5 separate regions of the Mus musculus genome follow, and regions 2, 3, 4 and 5 are each linked to region 1. Evidence: chromatin contacts called from public HiCAR-type, capture Hi-C and promoter capture Hi-C data. All regions are on one chromosome and are shown on one strand. The core of a region is the stretch at or near the end of the contact, and the rest is flanking DNA. Distances in the headings are between cores, read along the strand shown.

Evidence for each region. Promoter capture Hi-C pulls out the DNA fragments that hold promoters and counts their contacts. HiCAR-type assays count read pairs that join an accessible place to other places. Capture Hi-C pulls out chosen DNA fragments and counts their contacts.
Region 2: a contact with region 1 is called in a promoter capture Hi-C map of embryonic stem cells, with 2.5 times the contacts expected there. The contact joins the promoter of Zfp607b here to the promoter of Ccdc97 in region 1. A contact is called at or near these places in 1 of 39 promoter capture datasets (embryonic stem cells) and 2 of 115 datasets of contacts at active chromatin or transcription factors (embryonic forebrain and microglia).
Region 3: a contact with region 1 is called in a promoter capture Hi-C map of embryonic stem cells, with 4 times the contacts expected there. The contact joins the promoter of Sertad1 here to the promoter of Ccdc97 in region 1. A contact is called at or near these places in 3 of 39 promoter capture datasets (cranial neural crest, embryonic stem cells and frontonasal cranial neural crest) and 1 of 115 datasets of contacts at active chromatin or transcription factors (pancreatic cancer cells).
Region 4: a contact with region 1 is called in a capture Hi-C map of macrophages, with 5 times the contacts expected there. The contact joins the promoter of Kcnn4 here to the promoter of Ccdc97 in region 1. A contact is called at or near these places in 1 of 115 datasets of contacts at active chromatin or transcription factors (pancreatic cancer cells) and 1 of 9 other capture datasets (macrophages).
Region 5: a contact with region 1 is called in a HiCAR-type map of astrocytes, with 2.9 times the contacts expected there. The contact joins the promoter of Cadm4 here to the promoter of Ccdc97 in region 1. A contact is called at or near these places in 3 of 39 promoter capture datasets (the C10 cell line, cranial neural crest and hippocampal neurons) and 1 of 115 datasets of contacts at active chromatin or transcription factors (astrocytes).

Annotation. Positions count from the first base shown.
Region 1 is chr7:25,717,399-25,720,992 of GRCm38.p6, forward strand. Ccdc97 (coiled-coil domain containing 97) reads right to left here and starts at 1,637. Exons shown (of 5, transcript NM_028771.3): 1 at 1,520-1,637. The coding sequence starts at 1,568.
Region 2 is chr7:27,687,467-27,691,060 of GRCm38.p6, forward strand. Zfp607b (zinc finger protein 607B) reads left to right here and starts at 1,874. Exons shown (of 6, transcript NM_001112731.1): 1 at 1,874-2,020.
Region 3 is chr7:27,485,098-27,488,691 of GRCm38.p6, forward strand. It overlaps Sertad1 (SERTA domain containing 1), which reads left to right and starts at 1,856. Exons shown (of 2, transcript NM_018820.4): 1 at 1,856-1,981. It overlaps Gm38972 (a long non-coding RNA gene), which reads right to left and starts at 1,863. Exons shown (of 5, transcript XR_881906.2): 1 at 1,628-1,863.
Region 4 is chr7:24,368,563-24,372,156 of GRCm38.p6, forward strand. It overlaps Kcnn4 (potassium intermediate/small conductance calcium-activated channel, subfamily N, member 4), which reads left to right and starts at 1,701. Exons shown (of 9, transcript NM_008433.4): 1 at 1,701-2,033. The coding sequence starts at 1,875.
Region 5 is chr7:24,480,189-24,483,782 of GRCm38.p6, forward strand. Cadm4 (cell adhesion molecule 4) reads left to right here and starts at 1,835. Exons shown (of 9, transcript NM_153112.3): 1 at 1,835-1,974. The coding sequence starts at 1,911.

The DNA.
Region 1 (3,594 bases), core at 387-2,886:
ATGATTCATGAGTTTTAGACCAGGCTAGACTACATAGTGAGTTCTAGGTCAGCCTAGGCTACAGGGTGAAACCCCACCTCAAATAAATAAATATACAATCAAACAAATGAATGAATAACAATGAGAATGTAACAAAACAACAAAACTCTAATCAAGTAGATTGAATAGCCATGAATGGACGTCCCTGGGGATCCTACCTGACTGGAACAAGTTCAGGGTGGAGAGCACGCTGTAGTAGGTGATGGGTAAGAAAATTATGAGCAGTGTCTTGGCAGTGCTAGGAGGACAGGCCTGCTCTACCACACACAGTTTAGATGGTGCTGGGGATTGAACCCAGGGCCTCAGGCATGCTATGCAAACATCCCACTAATAAGCTACGGCCTTAATCCCTGGCTTTGAACCTTCTAGGCTCCTGACTATAGGCCCATTTCACCACATCTTGCCCCAGATTCTCTTTTATGGCTTCATGGTAGCAAATGTGATTGGCATTTGTAAGGCTTGAGGCCCAGCACCAGAAAGTTTAAAAGATACATACAATTTTGTTACAGAAAATGTTAATATATATACTTTGAAGCAGGGCCTCATAGTACAGGGTTTGACTTTGTAGTCTGGAACTCACTATGTAGTTTAGGATGTCTTCAAACTTAAGGGTAATCTCCTGCCTCAGTCTCCCAAGTGCTGGGGTTACAGATATAAATCACCACAATTGGAGATTATCAAAGATTGAAACACACACTAGAACACACCTCTGCCTCTACATTCATAATCTGCTATTCAGCTTCAGTAACTCCCAGTTCCAAGTTGTCATCGCACATCAGACTACTATGAAACATTAAAGACAGGCGTGGTGGCACAGGGCTGTAAACTCAGTACCTTGGGACCTGGGATTGGAGGACAGCAATTTGGAGGCTGACCTTGGCAATAATAAAAGGCTGTGAACAAAACCCCAAAACAAAACAAAACAAAAGCCCCCGCCCCCGCCCCCCCAAGCCAATACTTGTAGGAAGTCAGTAGCAAAGTAAAAGGCATTGAAGGTGCGAGGGAGAAAGGACCTAAAGGGGCGGAATGAGAACTTTAGGACCTAAAGAGGCAGACGTTGGGGTCAGGAAGGGTTAGAATGCAATGGGGGCTGTTGGTTTGATGTGAGCTTTCATGGGACAAGAGGAGAGCTAGCTTGGGATACGGAGAAACTCAGGTTGGCACAGAAATGATGTTAACTTGAGAAAGGTTGGTCTGAGACTGGAAGAATCTGCAGGAGAGTTGTTATTTGCTTGAAGCGTTGGCATGGTAAAAAAAAAAGTGGGTTAGCCTAGGACATGGAAAGGGGTTCATTTCAAAGAAGAAGGGAAACGTCAACCTGCTACAAGGCCGAATAACCAGACCCACAAGGTGGACCAAGTGTTGAAAGTGCCAGTAAGCGGCGGTCAGACTTCCTAGAGTCCTCAGCGCTTGCCGGAACCATTTCCTGGTCACACCGCAAGAGCACCCTCCGGTCACCTGAGCCTGGCAAACGTCTCACCATTATCCGGCTTCCTCTCCGTCACCTCTGCAGCTGCCACCGCCTCCATAACAGGTCTCTTCAACACAGTAACCGCCACAGCGGGCTCCGGAAGCCAGGCTGGACCCTAGGTACCCGCAGGTACTTCCGGTTACGCAAGCGTCTTTATGCGGCACCCAAGCATCAAAGTTCCGGGTCAAAGGCGGGCCTTCTCTTATGCGCATGCGTAGCCCCGCTGATGGATCTTAAACCTATCAAATGGGAAAGTCAGCGGGGACCGTGTGTCATTTGATCGCTACTCTAACTTGAGGTCCTCGTGTGTTAATATTTGGAGTGGTTGTATTGGCCCTATCGCATAGACCCTCGAGTCCTCTTAAAAATACTTATGCGGTCAGAAGACAACTTATGGGAGTGTGGATAAAATTCAGTCAAGGTTGGCAGCAAGCATCTTTAACCGCCGAACCATCTCATCCAACTTTGTGCTCTCTGTAGATTTGACTTCCTTCTATCATCACATCCAGCCTGTAGGGCTGGCATGAGATTAAATTGGGGGGAGAACCTTTGTGTTTCCAAACAAGAAGGAAACCTGCAGATATGAGGAATTCGCTGTGTAAAAGGGAAGGACCTGCTCACCACAGGCAGGGTCAGAGACTTTCTGGCAGGGATAAAGCCCCCAGATGAGACCTGAAAGGCATGGGCAGGAGTTAGGAAGTACTTCAGGCAGTTTTGCTGACAAAGGTACTTCTGGGTGCTGTTAACTGTTTACTATGCAGAGCATACAGCACTCAGGAGACAGAGGCAGGGATATCACTGAGGGTTTGACGAAATCTTGTCTTGAATAAGGCCGGCCAGGGTTACATGGCAAGTTTTTCTCAAGAAAGCAAAAAATAAAAGATTATTGGAAGCTGGGCAGTGGTGGTGCACACCTTTAATCCTAGCACTTGGGAGGCAGAGACAGGCAGATTTCTGAGTTCGAGGCCAGCCAGGTCTACAGAGCGAGTTCCAGGGCAGCCAGAGAACCCAGACTCAAAAAAAAAAATGGAGGCCACGTGTCAGTGTCAGATCATAAAGGGCTTCGTAGCCCTATGAGGTGTTTGGAACCCATAAGGTTTGGGGTAGGGAACCAAGGAAAGGAACTGGAGATCACAACGAGGAAGGTGGTGCATTAATCTTGAAACAGGTTTGGAAGAGTTAGAACTTGGTAAGCATTCCCGACATTTGGGGAATGGCCTGGTAAAAACCCAGCTGCATCACCAGGAATGGCCAGCAGAGGGCGATGCTGCCCAACACACATATGCCAAGAGCAGCATTTCCCAGGCTAGGGACAAGGACCCCTCCTTACCTTCTCCTAGAGCAACTTGACAAGTGTCTCTCCTCCCCTTCCCCCCTCCCCCAGACAGGGATTCTCTGTATAGCCCTGGCTGTCCTGGAACTCAGAAATCCACCTGCCTCTGCCTCCCAAGTGCTGGGATTAAAGGAGCGTGCCACCACAGCCCAGTGACAAGTATCTTTTAGGCACCGACATGGTCCCCCCTCAGCCTTGCATCTACTCCCTCCTGGTGTCTAGCCATGTTGCACCTAGGTCCTGGGGCACTGTAAGTGGTATGCATACCTTTGGATACAGGCTCTTGTCACAACCCCCAGCTTCTTTTGATAGGTTGTGGCTCTTCAAAGGCTCCCTAGTTTCTACAAGGGAGCTGGGCGAGCTGCCCACACACTGCATCAGATGTGAAAAACACAGCTTGCACAGGAGAAATGAAGCTAGAAAGGACAGTGGGCTAGAGTCCCACCCCACAGCTCACCCTGCATTTTCCTCTTTTCCAGAAAGCCCTGCCTATTACTTCAGGGTCTCTCTAAATGCTTGGCGCTGTAACTGGTTACAAATTTGTATTCCCTAGAGGAGGAACTCCAAGAAGAGGGGCTAGGGTCATTTCTGCAGTGCTCACATCCCTAGAACTGTTCAGGATGATAGGTAGGGAAGAGTAGGCAGCCAACACCTGCACAGGTGGCGGTACAGGGCCACCCTGAGAGCAGCATCCAGGCTGGACCTTAGGGTAGGTTGGGCAACACACCCGGAGAGGGGCCTGCGCCAGCAT
Region 2 (3,594 bases), core at 624-3,123, 2.0 Mb after region 1:
CCTCGATTATTATAAAATGAACTATTTTTAAAATATAAATGTATTTATATCACAGTGTGAAGTAATCTGGTGGTTGCATTTCTTTTAACTTTTGTTAGTCCCCAGTAACCACACAGAGAAACAAAGCTGCACCCAGATACTGGGCAATTATTGATCTATTAATCCTAATCTGGGCAATTATTGATCTATTACATCCTAATCTGGGCAATTATTGATCTATTAATCCTAATCTGGGCAATTATTGATCTATTAATCCTAATCTGGGCAATTATTGATCTATTAATCCTAATCTGGGCAATTATTGATCTATTAATCCTAATCTGGGCAATTATTGATCTATTAATCCTAATCTGGGCAATTATTGATCTATTAATTCTAATCTGGGCAATTATTGATCTATTAATCCTAATCTGGGCAATTATTGATCTATTAATCCTAATCTGGCTACCTGCTCCATCCCACGTTGCTTGCATATTATCACAGATCTGGTTCTTTGGGATTCAGATGTTTTTTTCTCATGGCATCTTTTCAGACCCTCTCCTCCTCCTGGTGATCTGAAACTCCCTCTCTCATTCCTCCCCCTGGCTGGGAGACGTGCTGCCCTGTTTTCTCTCTGCCCAGCCTTTGGGCAATCTGCATTTATTGTCAGGGCAGAGAACAAATGGTAAGATTTTGTTTATAGAACTTGAAACACGAGAGTTTTTTTTAAAAAATCTAAGTATTACAATGTCATTTTCAGATAGAAACAAGAGGTGAGGGCAGAGAAATGACCATTTGAAAACCCCAAGGATAACCTTTCCACGGGGCACAAAACCATTCTGACCACAGTTCATCTCAAACTCAGGTGCTCCCGTGGGCTTAGTGGGATGGAGACTTCCGTGAGCTCCCGACTGCAGCAGCCGGTGCCTTTGTGGCCACAGCACTGTCTGTATAGTGGGTTTCAGATGCACGGTTTCCCCATAGATCTGGCTCTGTAGATGGCCTATTGGTCCAACCGAGGATGTGAAATCTGAGCGCTAAAGAGGGTTCTTCATCGGGTGTCCTGAGCAGACTAAGGGACAGCCACAATGCCGCTGTGTAACGGGACATGTTCAACAACTTCCTCAGCAGGACAGGCGCATACTGAAGATTTGATATGCCATCTTAGGCAAATGGGGGCTGGGAACAAGGTGTTTGAAGCTGGTGTATACTGTGGCTTCTGGTTGCTGTGAAGAAAAGTTCAGACTCCCATAAGCTGTCTTCCCGGCAAACCTGGAATTCTTCTTCTTTTTTTTTTAACTTGGAATTTTTATGATTCTGTTTACTTACCTTATGGTTCGTTGAGATCTGATATGAGATTTGGGTATGCGGGAATTGACTTGCTAAAAGGTCCTTTGTGTAACAATCACAAAAGCCCTCCTGCGAAGCTGTTAGCCGTTTAGTTCAGCTCACCAGAATGGATCCCTCTGCTTCTGGGAAGCCTAAATTCATTCTGCAGTGTCCCTCTTTCTTTGATCGTTCAGAAAAACCCAGAACACTGACAAAGTCCCACCAGAGCACAGCGAGGTGGAACCCTGCAGTGGGTCTCAGGCAAAGCGTATTCAATTACATCTCGATCCAATTTTACTTCCTAGCCTGCGTTTAAAACTTAGGCTCACCTGTCTTCTCCACAGGGGTGAAACCCAGTTACTCACAGAACCCGGAAGTACACACACACACAGAGAGAGAGAGAGAGAGAGAGAGAGAGAGAGAGAGAGAGAGAGAGAGAGAGAGAGAGAGAGAGAGAGAGAGAGAGAGAGAGAGAAGGGCACCATCCCTGGGAACTCCCACAAAGCACAGGGCGCAGCTGCCAGATGGGCTGGCCCAGGTTGCATGCTGGGATATCCCAGAACTATGAAGCATTATATTTCTTGTAGTTTGGGACAAGGGGACTACATTTCCCAGGCAGCATAGGGTCGGAAGTAGATAACTTCTGGTGTGCAGGCGGAGCTACCCCGGATGGTCAGGTGGGAATCAGAAGTCACTGGTTGGCCTCCACAGAGTAAGGCGGGAGACCGCAGGCGGGTGTGGGTGTGGCGAATGGGTGTTGATGTGTGGGCGTGTAGGAACTGTGGTGTGTGTACGTGTGTGTATGTGCGTGTGTGTCTGTCAGTGTCTAACTGTATACACACCTTGAGCTCTCTGCATAATCTGTGTCTCTTTGCTTGTCGCTGTCTGCTCCTGCTTTCTCTCAGGGACACAGGGACTAAAGCAGAGGACCAAGCTTCAGTAAGGGGAGGTCAGGTGCGGGGTCTGAAGGGAAGCTTTCCCCGAGGCTCAGACTTGAGCTTAGGGCTATAATTTAAGGACGGGGGTGTCGTCTAGGAGGGAGGGTACTTGTTGAGCTCCGTGACTGTCTCAGAGCTCTGCCGAATCTGAATATCGAGGGAAGAGAAGGAAAGTTCTCACTGAGGATGCTCTCAAATGTAGTCTGCGATCTCATGTATACTCGGGTTCCCTGCTTAGGCCATTATTCAAGAGGGAGGCTGGAGAATAATGAAAATATTATCGCTACCCATCTAAGATTCAAGAGTGAGTGCTCTTTTCGGTTTGAGAACTGAGGTTTTAGTTTTAGAATATAGAATTGTTAGGAAATGAAGCAGGAGCATGCAAATTTACAACTGCACTATTGTCCTTAGTGTCCCCTCCCGTTCCAGCTAGTATTCACATTATCATTTCAGTGACCCTTGATGTCTTCTGTCGACAATCCCATCTTTTTCCCAAGCTGTTTTCCATAGGGACCTACAGAGGTTAGCATTAGGGCTTTCAAACGCTGCTGTTCTACATCTGATTTCTATTTCCATGGCATCACAAGACAGGAAAAGAATGCAGTCGATAGATGGTCTGTTCGCTTGTGAGGATTTCGGGAGTGGGAAAGTGATAGCACTGAAGGACTTCATCTAACTTATATTTTTGTCACGAGTACACTTGCCATCTACTCTCTAAGACTTTACAAACTATTAATCCCAGTCACCATGTTTCATGACACATCTCCCAACTCTCTCGCTTATGGTATAGATCTACCTCCCACTCTCGACCCCGATGCTGCACATCCAGCCTCCGCCACTCAAACCCCAGTAACCGGCATCTTACTGTTCCTAGGAGAAAACAGCTTCAGATTCTACATGACTGAGACCATGGGGGTCTGTCTTTTGTTTAAAGATGAAGTATTTGTCTTCAAAGTTATGTATGTTGGGTTATGTGTCCATGACCACAGGTGCCTCTGGAAACCAGAGCTATAGGCTTCCCTGCAGCTTGAGTTCCAGGCACTGTAGCTGTCAGGAGACTGAACTCGGTCCTCTGGAAAAGCCATAGTGGCTCTCAACCCCTGAGCCATCACCATCCCCCGTGCTTGCCTTCCTCTTTAGCGTATTGCATGTGTGCATCCATTTTGTAGTAAATGATTCACTGTGCGTGAGCCCCATCCTCCATGTGCTTGGTCCATTCGTCTGCTGGTGAGGTCGCGTATCACTGCTATGGAAATGATGCTGGAAGAGCGGTGGGAGTGTAAATGTCTCTTGCTGATGCTGATGTTATTTCCTTTTTTTGGTTTCCACTCCATAGTGGGATGGATGG
Region 3 (3,594 bases), core at 606-3,105, 1.8 Mb after region 1:
GCTCAGTGGGTGAGAGCACCCGACTGCTCTTCCGAAGGTCCAGAGTTCAAATCCCAGCAACCACATGAAGATTTATCTTACTTTGTATACATAGGTGTTTTACCTACATGTCTGCCTATGTACCACATATGTGCCTGGAACCCACAAAAGCCAGAATAGGGCATCTGGAATTATATTGTTGGGACTCCTATGTAGGTGCTAGGAATCAAACCCATGTCTTCTGGAAGACCAGACAGTAGTCTTAACAGTTTAACCACCTCTCCAGCTTCACAGACTAGCTCTTTGTTGATTGACTGTTTGTTTGTTTGTTTCTCCACACATGGTTTCTCTGTAGCCCTGGAGACAGAACTCAGCTTGTCACTTAGCAGCACCAGTGTCTTTACCCACTGAGCCACCTCCTCAGCCCAGCATTCTACTGTTTGGATTTGTGTTTGTGCTTGTTTGGCTGTTTATGTAGTACGTGTATCGAGTGACTGAGAAAGTCAGAATAGGGTGTTGGATCTTCTAAAACTACAGTTATAGGCAGTCATGAGCTGCCATGTGGGTGCTGAACTGAACCTGAACCAGGAGCCGAGCCTGGTCCTCTGCAAGAGCAACAAGTACTCTTAGCCACTGAGCCACCTCTCCAGCCCTTAATGTTCTACTCTTAGTAAATCATCAGGCTATTTTACTTTATTTTATTTTTCAGTGCTGTAACCAAGTGCAGGTGTTTAACATGCTGAAATGTGAGGCAAGCACTCTTTCACTAAACTGTACCTTTCCAAACATATTTTAAGAATAGCTGAAGGCCAGGTGTGGAGCGCAGGCCTTTAACCCCAGCTCTCAGGAGGCAGAGGTTAGTGAATCTCTGAGTTAGAGGCCGCCTGGTCTATAGATTGAGTTACAGGACAATCATGGCTGTTGCCCAGAAAAACCCTGTCTCAAAATAAACGAAAACCCAAAACCAAGACAAAGAGACAAACAAAAACATACACAAAAACTAAACTAAAACCCAACTAACCAAACAACCAAAAAAAAAAAAAAAAAGAATATTAGGTGTGGCATAAGTCTCTGGTTCCAGTCACTGACAGGCTGAGGAGGGTTGGTTGCTCTGTTTCCCAGGCTAACTTGGGCAAGTTAGTGAAACTGTCGCAAAAAAAAAAAAAAAAAAAAAAAAAAGTTCGTCGGTTTTTTTTGCTAGTTTGTTTTGTTTTGTTTTGTTTTGTTTTAAGACAGGATCTCACTCTGAGGTCCAGGCTGGATTCAAATCCACTAAGTAGTCCGGCTGCAAACTCAAAGCAATCCCCCATACTTTAGTTTTCCCATACTGGGGTTATGGGTGTGAACAACCACGCCCCGCAGGAAATTATTTTCAGGGACTTAAACTGCTGCCCAAAGTCACACAGCTCCTCCGGAACTGATGCCCAGGACGTGACTCTGGTGTCGTTCCGTCCCCCCCTTACTCCCGTCTTTAATCATAGTAGAATCCAGTTGTCTCACTGTATTGAGTCCAGTATCCTAAGCCCTACTGAGAAAACTGTTAATTTTGTAACTCTCAAGAAGTAGGTCCTCTTCCAGAAGTCATACAGTTTTCTAAAATAACACATGAAGTGACAGGCCTGTACTTTTTAAAGTACAAAACCCCTACCTGTCATCGCCCCACAAGGGAAATCGCTACCAGAGCTGTCCCTTCGCTCAGGCAGTCCTCCTGGGCATGCGCTTTAGGGACAACCTCCCCCCTCCTTCTGGAACGGCCCCGCTCAGGCTCCGCCCACCACCACCAACGAGAGCCGATCCCTGAGCTGCAGGGCGGGGCTGCCACGCGAGTGGGCGGGAACTAGGGATAGTCGAGTGTCTGGAGTCGTGCGCCGGAGTCAGAACTGCGCCTACCGTCCCAGGTGTCGGTTGCTGGAGCAGAACAAGCTAGCGATGCTACGGCAGCCGCTTCCTGATTGGCTGCGTGTGGCTCCCTCTTCGTTCTGATTGGCCGCGAGTGATCTGTGTATGTAAATGAAGGGGCCTGGTGGGGAAAGACGGGGGTACGGGGGGCCGGGTTCTTTAGGGTGTTCGATACCTCAGCTAGGTAGATGGTGGCCGGGGCTGACCGGGATCGAGCGCCCAGGGCCTGTATGTGTCGCCCGCCCGGGCCGGGCTGGGTGAATCACGTCGGAGCCCGAGAAGGGGGCGGAGGCGCCGGCTCCCTGGCTCCGGCTGCGTGACTCACCCGCCCCCGCCGCCGCCGCTCCGGGAGGAGCCGCCTCCGCTGCCTTCCGGAAGCGAGGGAAGGCCGGGCTCACTGAGCGGCCCGCGGGGGTCGCGGCTCGCTGTGGCCCGGGAGGGACAGGCGGTACCCTGGGGAATCTAAAGGATCCCGGGGTCACTGGGGCCGGAGTCCCCGGGGGAGCCCAGGTTGGAGTACCGCTAGGGGGCGCCGGGACTCGGGGGGGCGGAGTCGGGGTGGGGGCTGAATTCCTGCGGTTCCCGGCTCCCGGGTCTTCAGCGAAAAGGGCAAAGACTGGATTTTTAGTGTCTTGCTAGGTCTAGGCAGCGTCCCCGGGACTGAGACCCTGCGGCCTTTATGCCCCCGTTAGATTAGGCTAGGGGCTTCAAACTCTAGTCCTCTTGGAAGAAAGTACCGATTTTCAAACTTCTGTCAATGACTTACTCCCGCGGCCCTTCAGGGTTTCCCTTGTCTCTCTCTTTCCTCAATAAGTTCGGGACCCTTACTTCCTTGAGTGACTACTAACAGCTTAGGCTTTAAACCCAAGCGGCCAGCATCCCAGTGAGTACAGCAGTCGGAAGGCAGGCAGTTCAGGCCCACTTCTATCTCCAAACCTACACACACACACACACACACACACACACACACACACACACACACACATGATGCTGCCCCGCCACCGATCTTTCCCCAGGCAGCAGCTACCGGGGATCCTCTAGAGACCTTGCCAACTAACGTCACCATTCATCTTCCTGCCTAGACCCTACCCTCCATGACTCTGTCCTGACACTCTGAAAATCCAAGCCTCCTATTCCTGCCCGCGCCTCCTCCTGCTTGCTCCCCACCCCCACCGGGACTCCTACTGTGTCACACTCTCTGCGCCTGCTCCTAGTGTGTGGTGGCCTTCTTTTTTTTTTTTTTTTTAAACTCCCCAGTTCAGGTTTACCTCTCTCTGTCTTCCTTTGGCTCTTTCAGGAAAGCCTGGCCCTGCTTCTCCATAGCCTACAGTGCAAACAGCAGGACTCAGCTTCAATGTACTTATCTTTCTTAGAAAAACCTGCCTTGACTACCTCCCAGGATGGCATCTTCCTACCACTTTCTGTACATTTGACCATAGAGTTCCATGCATAGCAGATACTCTGTATTGAACTGTGTAAGATGGCTGTATTTGTAATCAAGGAATGGAACACACCTGTAATCCTAACCCCTTGGGAGACTGAGACAGGAGGATTGCCTGGAATGGCTGGTCAGCCCGGACTACAGTGTGGGGCCCTGTCTCAAAAGAGCAAAACCAAAGAGTGCTTATAAATAAGAACTAGTGATGTGGTTTTAGAGCTTGCTGTTCCTACAAAGGACCTGATTTCAGTTCCCAGTACTCACATCTGATGGCGTAC
Region 4 (3,594 bases), core at 451-2,950, 1.3 Mb before region 1:
GGTTTTTTTTTTTTAACTACTTGTTTTATTTTAGTCTTATTTGTGCTTGAGCATGCATTCGTGGCGTGTGTGTGTGTGTGTGTGTGTGTGTGTGTGTGTGTGTGTGTAAATGTGCATGTAACACCCAGTCTGACTCAGTGAAATAGCTCTGTTACTTATATCAGGATATATGCCCACGCTGAGGGCCTTTCTCTTCCCTGAGTGTGGTGTTTGTGTGGCCATGCACATGGGAGTATAACGGGTATGTGTATTGTGCGTGATGTTGGATTGATGGTGTGCTAATCTGGACGTTGGTGTTCTTGTGGGTCCGAATCCAACCCCATCCCCTCCAAAGGGTTCATATCATCCTGGACTGTGTCCTGTGTGGCTAGAATGTCCTAGAATGTCCAACGCTGGGTAGGCGTTGCTTGCACACTTCCATTGACTGTTCTCTGTGCTAAGGTATGCAGAGTGTCAAGTGCACCAGTGTATGTCAGGATCAATGTCAGGTGTGTGTGTGTGTGTGTGTGTGTGTGAGTCCCACACACAATGATGTGAGCTAGTGTGCATTTCCTGTTTTCTGGGCGCTGGATGACAGTGTCTGCCACCACAGGTGTTTACACATATGGGGCATCTCTCTGTGTTTCACATTCACACCCCCTTGTGTGTCTGTTGACGCATGTGTGTTGTGCCTGGTGATTCTTACAAATTGGTGTGCTCAGACCTGCTGTGTATTTGTGTGGCTCCTGGTACATGTCCCGTGTGGTCGTTGATGCTTAGCTCTTTGTATCGTAGAATATTATAGTGTTTTACTTGGTTTTGGTTTTGGAAACAGGGTCTCATGTGGCCCAGGCAGACCTTGAACTCATAGTTGACAATGATTGAGACCTGCTGATCCTCCTGGCCCCAGTTTCCTAGTACCAAGAGTCAGGCATGCACCATTGCCCACTTTATGCCATGCTGGGATCTACCTCAGAGAGTCTGTGATTCAAAGGAGCCCACTAACAGCTGCACTCCATCCCTGGTCCCACTTAAAAATTATCATTTAAGATTTATTTTTTTTTATGCGCATGCATGTATGTGAATATCAGCCACATGTGTCAGGGGCTCCCAAAAACCAGGAAAAGGGCGTCATCTCCTGGAGTTGAAGTTACAGGTGGTTTCAAGCCACCCACCCAGCAAGTAGGTGCTAGAAACGGAAGTTATACTCCTCTGGAGAGGAGCGCTCACTTTCACTCGCTGTGCCTGACTTTCCAGCCCCTCCCCCGCCCCACTTTGAATGTGTGACTGCGTGAGCTCAACCTTTGGGTGGCCCCGTGTGCAATGGGACGCTGCTGCCCTGCTAAGTGCTGGCGTGTGTCACACCATGTGTGTGTGTGGTGTCTGGGTGTGGCTGTGGGTTTCTGAACTTTCAGGAGTGTGAGTCACTTCTGTGGAGGTTGTGTGGTGTGTGCTGGTGTGTTGGGCTCCGTCTCCGGTCTGTCATAGGGTGCTCTGTGGTGTCTGGGTGTGGTGGGGGTTTTAGGTGTGTACCACAGAGTGCAAACGGTTGGAGAGTCACAACCTATTGTGTCAGTGTGTCTTTGCCCACGTGGATGAACTCTTCTTCCTTGCCCGGGACCACAAGACACACCCCAGCCCCTCCTTAGTCTTAGAAGGGAATGGGATAGCCAGCCTCCCCCTACCCAGGGACCTCCCCGTCCCTCCCCGCCCTGCCCTGCCTGCTGCAGTTACCACTCCCCAGAGGGCACAGGGCTAGGCTGTGCCTTCCAGCAAAAGTCCCAGAGTGAGCAGAACAGGCCGCTGGCCTGGAAGCCAAGCTGGCTGCCATTTGCGTACTGAGAGGTGGGGGACCCTGGGCAGGAAGCTGGCTGAGCCCCAAGACCTCAGGGGCCATGGGCGGGGAGCTGGTGACTGGCCTGGGGGCCCTGAGACGGAGAAAGCGCCTGCTGGAGCAGGAGAAGAGGGTGGCCGGCTGGGCGTTGGTGCTGGCGGGAACTGGCATCGGACTCATGGTTCTGCACGCTGAGATGTTGTGGTTCCTGGGCTGCAAGGTGAGTGGGGCCTTCCACCGAGCAGGGAAGGGACGGGGAGCCTGGTGTGAGGGAGGAGGGCTGGGGTCTGCACCCCTGGGTCTGAGGGAGGAGGGCTGGGGTCTGCACCCCTGGGTCTGAGGGAAGAGAGCTGGGGTCTGCACCCCTGGGTGTGAGGGAGGAGGGCTGGGGTCTGCACCCCTGGGTCTGAGGGAAGAGGGCTGGGGTCTGCACCCCTGGGTCTGAGGGAAGAGAGCTGGGGTCTGCACCCCTGGGTGTGAGGGAGGAGGGCTGGGGTCTGCACCCCTGGGTGTGAGGGAGGAGGGCTGGGGTCTGGACCCCTGGGTCTGAGGGAGGAGGGCTGGGGTCTGATCCCCTGGGTCTGAGGGAGGAGGGCTAGGGTCTGGACCCCTGGGTCTGAGGGAGGAGGGCTGGGGTCTGATCCCCTGGATCTGAGGGAAGAGAGCTGGAGTCTGCACCCCTGAGTGTGAGGGAAGGGGACTGGGGTCTTACACCCCTGAGTGTTAGAGAGCAAAGCTAGGAGATCTTATACTCCTGGGCATGAGGGAGGAAGGCTGGCATCTTCCACCCCGGGGTGTGAAGAAGAGAGGAGAGCTGGGGTGTGAGGGAGAAAGGTTGGGGTCTGCACCCCTGGGTGTGGGAGAAGAGAGCTGGTCTGGACTCCTGGGTCTAAGGGAGGAGAACTGAGGTCTTACACTTCTTAAGGTCTAAGAGAAGAAGGCTGGGTCTGGACCCCTGGATGTGATGGAGGTAGATGGGGGGTCTGTACCCCTGAAACCTGAGCTAGTGTGATATCGTCCTCCCCCCAGCTCCCCCCAACCTACACACACACACACACACACACACACACACACACACACACGCACACACACGTACGCACACATGGGAGACAGTTCTCAGTGTTAGCCTTTGGGTAAGTGTTATCAGACAGACCACTGGGGGTCTGGGCCTTGTTGAGGCCCATACAAGGCTGATCCTTGATAGCCTAGCTCTGGTGAAGGGAGGGCTGGCAAGGGAGAAAGACGTTGTCATTAGGCGTCTCCTTGCTCCTTATCTAGCCACTGCCATTTACCCAGTGCCACCAGGCAGTGCTCTGAAGTAACTGACAGAGGAGACTGTGGGGAGTGGAGCCTTCACCCCACCCTTACCATACAGAAGTGCCATTACCCCCAGAAGGCACCACTCACCAGATAGTGGTCTACTGTGGTTTGAAATCCTTCATCCCTGTGGAAGAGGAGACTTGGGGTTCAGGCTCAAGAGTCTGCAGGAAGAGCCTCAAAAAATCTCACCAGGCAATGGATCCAAGCACTAGAGAAGTCAGGGGAGGGAGGCTGGGGGGGGGCGGCAGGCAAGAGAATCAGAAGGTTAAGCCCAGCCTAAGCTACATACTGAGTTGGAGGCTAGCCTGGGCTACACAGACCTTATCTCAAAAACTGAAATAAATCCAAACAAGGTGGGGGACGGAGAGAACACACACAAGAGAGCTATCAATCGACCTCTGGAAGACCAGGGAGTACAGGCAGGTCTTAACAAGCCCTGGGGATATTCCCACCCTGGTCAG
Region 5 (3,594 bases), core at 585-3,084, 1.2 Mb before region 1:
CTTAATCCAACTACGATGCTTAGATGCTCAGAGGTGGGGCCTCTGGGGCTGCATCAGTGAAGTCATCCGGGTGGATCCCTCATGATTGAACACTGGCAGCTGGGTGAGCAGAGACCAGGAGACACACGTGTGCTTTCTGTCTCCCGCCACGTGACACCCTGAGGACTCTCAACAAAAAGGCCCTCGGCAGATGCAGTTCCCGAGAGCTTGCCAAAGTAAAGCTTCCTTCAGAACTCATCCAATCTCTGTCACCAAGTTACTGGCAACAAAAAACCGGTTAATAGACCCTGAACAAGTATTCCCGAAACAGTCTCTCACCTCGCTCGCATCACAGAGATGAGCGGCTTTGTACTCCGTCCCCTAATCTACGTGGTGAGCCGAGAATTGGGAAGAAATGCAGCTGCTCACAGCTGTGGGTGGATATGGAGCTACGGTAGAGAACAGAGAGGCTGCTGGGAGCCTTGGTCCTTGAAACAAGATGCTAGGAGTTTTGGTCCTGACATAAGAGTTGATGAATTTGGGACTAAAGACAGAGAGGATGCTGGGAGCTAGGCACTGGACAGGAAGTGTGTCATGTGATGATGACCCTTGGTTGACCTGGATATACAACAGTTTAGAAGTGATGGAGAGAAAATAAAAAGCCGAGCTTTTCAGAATGGGCATATGTTGACCCAGTTTACCTGCTGTCCCTGAGTCCTGTGAGAGGCAGAGGCCACCAGCACCTCACTTTCTTCCTCTTCTTGGTCCTATGAGTCATAAGCCTGCTCCAGGCCTTCAGGTGGCCACAGGGGTGGGTTCAGGGGAACCCACACCCAAGAAGAAAAAAGAGAGCAAAGTTTGGAGGGATGAGTCAGCCCCCCAGGATGAGGAACAGAACCTGAAAGGCAGAGTCACACAGACAGACTTGACTGGACAGTGTGGGAAAGAGTACAGCGTCTGGATGCCATACCTGGAAGATTGCCCCAGGCAGGGGCTTCGCTCTCCCCAGGGCCTAGGGTTAAGACTTCCTTCCAGTCTGGTTAGCTTTCTGGAGGCCCCTCCCAGGGAAAGAAGACTGAAACTTGGCGAGTCATGGTCAGGACTAGAGGGAGGGAGCGGACACTATTCTATGCCCTGCCCAAAGAAGTCCATACCTGCTCAGCCACCCGCTGCTGCCCAGCCTCTCAGTCTTTCCCTGCCCACATTCACTGTGGCATCATCACACTCCTCTCCCCCAAAGCTCACACTCACAGCACACGCCAGCACCCCGCACCTTCGCGCGCTTCCGAGCATCGCCCTCTCGCGCATCTCCCAAGCATCTCCCACGCACCCCCTATGGGTTTCCCAAGCAGCTTCTGCACAACCCCCGTGCATCTTCCCCGCATCTCCCGTGTGTCTTCTATACATTCCCCCGTGCATCTCCCGCGCCTCTCCCACGCATCTCTCGTGCATCTTCCGCGCACACTCCGGTGCATCTCCTGCGCATCTTCCCCGTGTCTCCCGTGCAGCGTCCTCTAGGGAGCTCCGCTAGTCCAGGCTACGCCTGCGCGCACACGCACGCACACCTTTGCACCTTCACACGACCCTCACGACCTTCCGCTCTCCCAAGTCCTCCCCCACTGGCTCCCACGACGCCGTCACGCTCACGCCCTGCCCTCGCGCCCGGGTCCGCATGCTGTCCTGCTCTCCCACCCCCGTGCGCGCCCTTCCGCGCTCCCGTCCTCCCTCTCCCCGCATTGTCTGGGCCCCTCTGTCCCCGTCCGGTCCCCGCCCCTTAGCTGACGCCACGCCCACCAAGGCGCGCAGTGGGCGGAGCAGAGGGCGGGACTGGACTCGGGGGCGGGGTCGACGGCGCGGGAGGTGCAGGTGCCGGGCCGGGAGCGAGCGGCGGCGGCGGTGGCGGCGGCGGTGGCGGCGGCGGCGGCGGCACCATGGGCCGGGCCCGGCGCTTCCAGTGGCCGCTGCTGCTGCTGTGGGCGGCCGCGGCGGGGCCAGGTAGGGTGACGGAGGTGGGGGCCGGGTCGGTGGGCTGGATCGGGGTGACGAGGGAGGTGTGCGTATTGCGGTCGGGTTGGGGAGGGGGTCTCGTCGCTGTGACAGCTGGGTCGCCTGGGGGCCTGCAGAGGCCGGAACAATGCGCTGCGTGGGGGGGGGGGGCTGCGGGAGACCCTCGTCCCCGGGACAAAGCGCAGCGCGGGCCAGGAGCCCAGAGCCGCGGGCAGGGGAGGGGGGACGCGGGCCCCGGCCGCCGTGCCGCAGCCCCCCCACCCCGCACAGGCCCCGATCCCGCGGGGACAAAGGGCCCGAGACCCTCCCTCCCCCTATGTCCCCAAGCCCTCCTTCTCCAGGCCGGTCCCACTGTCCTTCGGTCCTAGTCTTTAGATCTCTCTCTCTCTCTCTCTCTCTCTCTCTCTCTCTCATTTTCCCCCAGCCCTTGTCCTCTGTCCCTCAGTCTTCAAGTCCTGTCCTTCCTTCCCTCTGTCCTCCTTTCTCCTTGTTTCCCCCTTCCCGTTTCTCCACGCCGCCTTTGTCCCCCACCTCTGTCCCTTTTTCCTGGGTCACTCTGCCTGCCCCCCATCCTCTATTCACTCTGCCGCCTCCTGTGCTGCTGTCGTCCCTCTATGTCCCCATTCACCATCTCTCTCCCCGTCTCCTTGACATCCTGTATCTCTTCCCTTCTCTGTCCCCTATCATTCTCCCATTTCTCTAGCAGCCTCTGTTGCCTAGCTGCCTCCTTTCTCCTCTCTACCCCACTGTCTCCCTCTCCCCCAAATCTGCTTCCTCTCTCCATGCATCCTCCATCCTCCTTTTCCCATCTCTGTATCCCTCCTCGCTCCTGGAGAAGAGTGGTGTCAGGCAGGGCAGTGACAGTATAGATGTGTGAAGTGGCATATAGGGAACATTGGCATGTGAGCACACACGTGGATTCCACAAATGTCTCCCCCAAACCCTCCCACCCGTTCACACATCCAAGCCACACTTCACAGAAGAGCCCCCTCCAGGACATCCACATGTCTTTCTCACTCACTATGGGAATCTGGAGGACCCCCCAGCCCCCACCCAAGACACGGTGACCCTGAGGCTGGGGACAAGGTCAGGAAATGTCACCTGAATGCTCACACTTAGAACCCTGTGTTTCTTATATCCACCATGGGACACTCCCCTGCGGTGGGTCAAGTTACTTTGCCCAGGAATCCATCATGGGGAGGCTGCTGGTGAGCAAAGGCAGGGCTGAGGTCTCCTATAGGGAGTTGAGAATTGGGACCAGGTGGCCCAGCCCTCTTTCCTGGCTCCAGTTCTATCCAGTGAGAGTGTTGAACCGGATCCATGTCTGACAATGTGAGGGAGCTTCTAAGTTGAGTGCTGCCACACCTGCCACCCCAAGCAAGGGTTGCCGCTGAGGACAAGGCTGGGGGCAAAGCCGACCTTAGAAGTTCTGCCTTTCTTCTGCAGACTTCTGTAGTTGCTTCCTAACTTTCATCAGACCCTCCTTTGCGACGAGCATGCCCCAATTTCCCAGGTGTGAGCTTGGGACTCTGGGTACATTTCCATCTGTTTTTTTCTTTCTTTCTTCTTATGCATTAAAACCAGGCTCTTGGGATCCTGCGATCAGTG